Regions from separate parts of the Anser cygnoides genome. Here region 2 is linked to region 1. A link is a contact called in public Hi-C data. All regions are on one chromosome and are shown on one strand. Each heading gives the region's core, a stretch centred on a gene start, on an enhancer-like site or on the middle of the called end of the contact. The rest is flanking DNA. Distances are from core to core; before and after follow the strand shown. Region 1 has its middle 33 kb from the start of ERG. Region 2 overlaps LOC125183666 (a long non-coding RNA gene).

Region 1 (2,961 bases), core at 329-2,828:
ATGATAGCAGTGTGCTGGCTGTTTCCACAGAACTTGAAATATCAGAGCCCAATAGACCCTAAAATGCACAATTAAAACTGAAACAACTCCTTGGGGCCAGGAGATTACTCAAGTCTCCCCCTCTGAAAATGTTCAACTCAAGTGTCCTATAAAATTGTTAATTGCTTGTGGCACCTGCACAGTGTAGCTGCTGAGAAGAAACCCATAAAAGAACAAGGGAGGTTCCTTACCCATTTTTACCTTTGTGTCCTCCAGTGACTGTCACATGAGCCTGTGCTTTATGCCAAGGACTGGAGATTGAAGCAGCAGCAGGCAGCATGTAATTGGTCTTTTCACCTCTGGGAGAGGCAGCATTGCACAGCCAGACTTTGGTGGACAGAGAACTCCAGAAGGGCCTGCGTGGAAGGGGCCAAAGAGGAAAGGGGGTCAAAGCAACAGACTGCATAGAATCCATCTCTAGAGCAAGCACAGCTCTACTGCTGGGTTTGCAGCCTCCTCGAGGCCCTCCTAGAAAGAAGAAGGCAGTGGTTTGCTGCTTGGCCACAAGGGCAAAGGTGGGTGTACATCGCTTTTGTACCTCGCTGTTCCCCCGGGCACTGTGGAGCAACCAGCCTCAGCTGTTGAAGGGACCCTGGGCAGCTTCAGGCATCTAACACAAATTGTGTAAATGTCCGTGGTCAGCTAGGGAAGAGTCCCGAAGTCTAGCCCTGAGACTGAAACCTGAGGCCAGCACACTGGCACAAAGCTGTCTGAAACACTGGGCAGCACAGCAGCAAAAACAGTGCTTTTGTCAATTGCAAATACATACACACAGCTGCACTATCCATGGCACAGCAAACACACAGAAGAAATCAGGGGAATTAACAAACAGCCCAGCCCCTTAGGACATTTACTTGCAATGAGGTCTACCTGCTCTGTTTGTCCCAGGGCTTCCCTCTCTGGCAAGAACTAGTTGACTGGAGGGAGGCAGGCTGGGTGTCATAGCCATGATATGCTTATTTTGCATACTTGAGCCCATAACGATTGCTAATGTGGCATTTACAACTGAAGGATTAGACTATAGAAAAACAAAAATCAGAAAGGAAAAATCAGCTGTACTATGTAATCTGACTTTGCAGCTTGACTGAATCAGCAATGCAAAGAGAAAAATAGACTTTTTTGGAAAGCATAAGTACATACGGAATAATTTTATATTAAATAAATATAAAACATACATAATTTAAAAATTGAGAAGTCTATCTTAAATGTTAGCTTTAAAATATTAACATAGGTTAATATTCATAGTTTACAAAGTACATAAATGAAGTTATTCATACCCCATATAGATAAGTTATGCGTACCTCTACAGTGCCAGTCATTTTAGCTGCTCTCTTCAAATTACTCCTCTCAACAACTTAGACGCAAGAGAAAGGGGTGTTAGCAATCTCACAGGACTGACTTGTGTTTTATTTTAATAATAACAAAATGTTCATTTAAAGACAGTCTGAAAGTGAAGACAGTAGCTATCTCAACCAGATGGTGGCACTATAAGAACTTACTATCATAAGTGCTTGATAAATAGAAAAAGAAAAGAAAAAAAAAAAAAAAAGGAAAATAAACCAGTGTAACCACTGCAGTATCATTTTACAGCACTGCATCTTTTAATTTATGAGAAACCTTCACAGATGGCTAAACATACATGAATTGGCTGTGTTACTGAGCCCAAACCATTAGCTTAACGAACAGCATGCTAAAATGAAATAGTGTAAGAGTGTCTCATGACATTTTAAAAAATGCTTTCAAAAGGAAAACAAAAACCTTTCTTTTACCACTCCAATTTTTTCAACCGTTCTCAAATAGCAGAGAGGAATCCCAGTGGGCTGCCAGATGACCTCTCTTACCACACCACTAACATAAGGTCATTGATACCAAAACATATCAAACGCAGAAAGTACAGGGCACTGAACCCAAAACTGTTTCTTGAGCAGATTAAGTGGTGGAGTGTCCTGGATAGCAATCTGATGTACAATATATCATCAGCAGCAATTTGTGAAACATACAGATTACATGTTTGCCATGGAGTATAAAGCAGAAATTTAAGGAAAACATAAAATCCGGGATGAAAGCCTGGCTCCTCTGGTGGCAGTGGCACTTTTCCTGTTGACTTTTGTGTGGCCAAGTCAAAGTAAAATATACAGGGCTTGACTACTTCACAGAAGTGTGAATCCGTTTGCATCAGCAGAACTGTTCCTGATTTACAAGAGGAAAAGTGAGAATCTGGCAGGAGAATCAACCAGAAAAGGTGTCTAAAAGTACAATGAACATTCAGCATATTGGAGGGGAAGAGAAGAAGCATGCAGCCATCTGGACATCATATTAAACAAGTTCCCCTGCTAACAGTGAAGTTATTTAACACTTTCCTCCTGCTTTAATTGCATTTGCCACTGTTTCTCCAGAGTCTTCTTTTCTTTCATTCAATAATCATTTTTGTGTAATAATTCCTTTATAAGAAATGTTTATTGTTTTCCCAGGTTAATCTCTCAATATTTCTGTTTAATTATTTTTTCTTGTGGGAAGTGGAAAACATCCATTTTTTGGTCAGTATTCCTTCTCTGACATCAATAAATAAAATAAAAAATAAAAACATATTCATATTTACTGCTCTAAATTAATTGATTTCAAAGGATTTAACAAATGATCTCTGCAATATGACTGCTTTATAGATGGGGAAACATGAGAGAACTCAGAATCAGAACAATGATTTAGATACTGATCCTGCAAACACTTGTTCATATGAATGACTTTACAAGAGCATTTGATGTGGCTACTTAGATACATCAAGTTAATTGTGTGCAAAAGTGTTTGAGGACCAGGTCCCTGTCTCCAACAGCAGCAGTAACTGCCTTCTCTGCTCCTTCTCCAGCTTCCTTTAAAAAAAAAAAAAAAAAAAAGTAATTCTTGAGGAGAGAATTCTTGAGCTAC
Region 2 (2,961 bases), core at 136-2,635, 140 kb after region 1:
CTATCGGCAGGCACCGCGTATTTTCCAGGCATGCCCCACCCCGCCAGGATTCCACCTTCTGCCCATGCAACAAGCAGGAGCTCGTCTTTGTTCAGACGGGATGCTCTCAAAATAAACTTTGTGAGGCAAGCACGCCTCTGGTGCCGCTCCATCAAAGCAGAAGGATCTGCACACACGCCAATTAAAAAAAAAAAAAAGTGTTGAGAAATACTTGATGTTGGTGTGCAGGTAAGGGAACACACATCCGCAAAATGAAAGGAAATAAAAATTAAGCTACCCAACAGTATTTATCTCCCTATTCATTCAGGCATGGTCCTACGCAATTTTCTACCAATTCAGTTAAAGTGAATCTCCATGCAGATCACAGGATCACAGGGTGGGTGAGGCTGGCAGGGACCCCCGGAGGCCACCCGCTCCAAGCCCTGCCCAAGCAGGGCCACCCAGAGCAGGCTGCCCAGGCCCAGGCCCAGGCGGCTTTTGGAGATCCCCAAGGAGGAGCCCCCACAGCTCTCTGGGCAGCCTGTGCCAGGGCTCCTCACCCGCACAGCACAAAAGTATTTCCAGATGTGCCATAACCATTCTAGTTTTATCTCCTTTCTGGATTTCAGAGCTTGGCAAGGTAGATGTATTAAAATAATAGTCTAGTTTTCATAGCCCTGCTGTCACAAGCACATCTAAACAGTGTCTGGGGATACAATACTATCTCTTTATATCTTTTATGATCTCTTACTACAGCAAACACAACACGCAGAGATATATAATAGGCCTAATAATAGAAATCAGGAACTTGAGCCAGCGATGCAAATCCCTAATGTCAGGAACAGCCCAGGCACTTTAGAAGATGCAAATTTGCCTCTTGTTCCTGCAGCCAGGCAGTTGCCTGATGACTGGGGAGCCAGGCAAGGGTTTGGAGGCCTGCACTGAAATTTCCAGCGCAACCACAGCTTCCTGCATGACCTTAATCTAGTCACTTAATTAATCCTGTCGATCTGTTTACAGTTGGTAAAACAAGAATGCATGCTTTCCCTATCAGAGGGTGATTATGAAGGTAAAATCCCTTAATTGCTGTATGGAATGAAAGGTTTTGAGGGCTCTGGCAGCCTCTGGCAGGACCGTAAACACAGATTTCACCCGTGAGTCTGCAGGCACAGGTCAGACAAACAGGCTCACAGCCAGGCAGCAATGCCTGTTTTGGGGCAGTCGGACACTGTTTTGGTTGGAGCTGCCACGGATTTAGAGGCAGCCTTACACCCCAGCTGTTCATTGCTGTTTCTAAATCAGCATAGCTGTGCCTGTGCAGACATTTAGTTTTAGGAGAGCTGTAGAGCTACAGCCTTAGAATTAACAGTTTAAAGATTAGTTAAACTGTTGCGCCATCTATGTTTGGACAAGTCCCGTGTGAGTATGCTCAGTCACCCCTGATGGGGCACAGCTCTCCCCAAAGCCTGTTCCCAGCCACCAGCTCGTAGCAATGAGCTCTGGGGGCTGACATGGGTTTGGGGCACCATCCTTGTATTACAGGGGCATTCACATTTGGGTTGGCAAACCCGCAAGTCCCCAGTGATGCTGTGATGTTCCTTCAGCTGCCAGGAGCGACATCAGCGAAGGTCCACGAGGCTCCGTGCTTGGCCACCTGCAAGGGATAAATAAAACAGCCTAGTCAATAAAAGCAAAGCTTGTCACAGACACTGAGGGAGTTCTGGCTGCTGCAGGCAGGAGAATCAGCTCGTCATTCCTCAAAAACAAGAGACACCCAAACACATTTTTTCCTCAAACGACTGCCCTTTTCACCACTTGCTTTTTAAAGCGCTGTGGTTTCATGCTCCATTTTCTAAAGTGCCAGGCGTTGCACTGCCAGGCATCCCTATTTTATAAGTCTGCTTCTTTTCCTTATTGCCCTGTCTGCACTGTCCTCCTCACAGCTGAACTGATATCACTGCAATAAAGCCATACTGGAGATAACAGAATCACTGCCATCGGCAGAGGCACATAACATCCTTCCAACAGGATGGCTTTAGGGGGAAAAGGGTTTCAAAATGAACATTTGGGATATTTCTTTCTTACGAAAGCTTCCCACTGGATTTTCACCCTAAAAAGAGGTGATTCAGGTCATGGTACCTGTAAATGCCTCATTTTAAACACGCACAGAGTCTCTTAGAGGCTCATACCACGCAAACACCAGGCTAACCATTTGCAAACATAGTCACTGCATTTGCACTCAGCAGAGGAGCTCTTTGTCTCAGCCAAATGAAGGGCTCTGCACATACCCTGCATGTACCTGTGAACAGCACCCGTGCAGCCAGCTACCGTTCTGCGTGCACATTAGCAGCCTGAGTGTGAACCTGGCTCTGAATTCAGCAATTTGTCTTCTTTGCTTCTGTTGTTCTTCCTTCAGTGCTTTCCCCTTCACCTTCTCCCAAAGGAGGGTATGCGGTCTATTCACCAGCTTGTGTCCAAAACTGGCACCTCTTAAACGAGCAGAAAAGGGCCAAACTGAACCAGCCTCTCTGCTCCAAGCTCCATTCCCTCTCCTCCACTTCCCTATCTCACTCCCATGGCAAATCCTCAATTCCCAGTCACTTTTGTTTTTGCAAAAGTGTTCTTTGATCCCACTCCTTCTGTTCCTTCCTCCTTTTCCCAGTGGTTATGACAGTCATGTAGTCTGTAGTGGGCCATGGAGACCCACTCCCAGATCTCAGCAGCCTCTCTGCTTTACACACAATAACCTCTGGAAAGAGCACGGAAGAAGATTTTGGGTAAGCAAAGAGATTCCTGGACCATGTGCAGGCAGAAGCTGTGGTGGCTCCCAAGCAGGGCTCTGCCCCATTCCTCCAGCCCCATGAACGGTGAGCTCCAGGTGCCTTCAGGCTGAGAAAGAAGTTGAAAAGATATTTTCAAGACCACAGCTTCAAAATTCATCCTTAACTGGATCTGGGCTCGTCCTCACGCTTACCTCTCTGC

The links. A called contact is a pair of places that touch in the nucleus more often than the background predicts.
Region 2: a contact with region 1 is called in a Hi-C map of liver, with 3 times the contacts expected there. The contact joins two enhancer-like sites. A contact is called at or near these places in 4 of 7 Hi-C or Micro-C datasets (granulosa cells and liver).

What each region holds. Positions count from the first base shown.
Region 1 is chr1:115,883,908-115,886,868 of Taihu_goose_T2T_genome, forward strand. No RefSeq gene overlaps it. Among named protein-coding and RNA genes, the nearest start is that of ERG, 33 kb to the left of the region's middle. Within about 2 kb of position 1,579, at least 1 of the 3 cell types and tissues checked has open chromatin away from gene starts, as enhancers often do. A contact at or near this core is called in liver, where this site is marked.
Region 2 is chr1:116,021,211-116,024,171 of Taihu_goose_T2T_genome, forward strand. It overlaps LOC125183666 (a long non-coding RNA gene), which reads right to left. Exons shown (of 3, transcript XR_007166017.2): 3 at 225-1,633. Among named protein-coding and RNA genes, the nearest start is that of PSMG1, 47 kb to the right of the region's middle. Within about 2 kb of position 1,386, at least 3 of the 3 cell types and tissues checked have open chromatin away from gene starts, as enhancers often do. A contact at or near this core is called in liver, where this site is marked.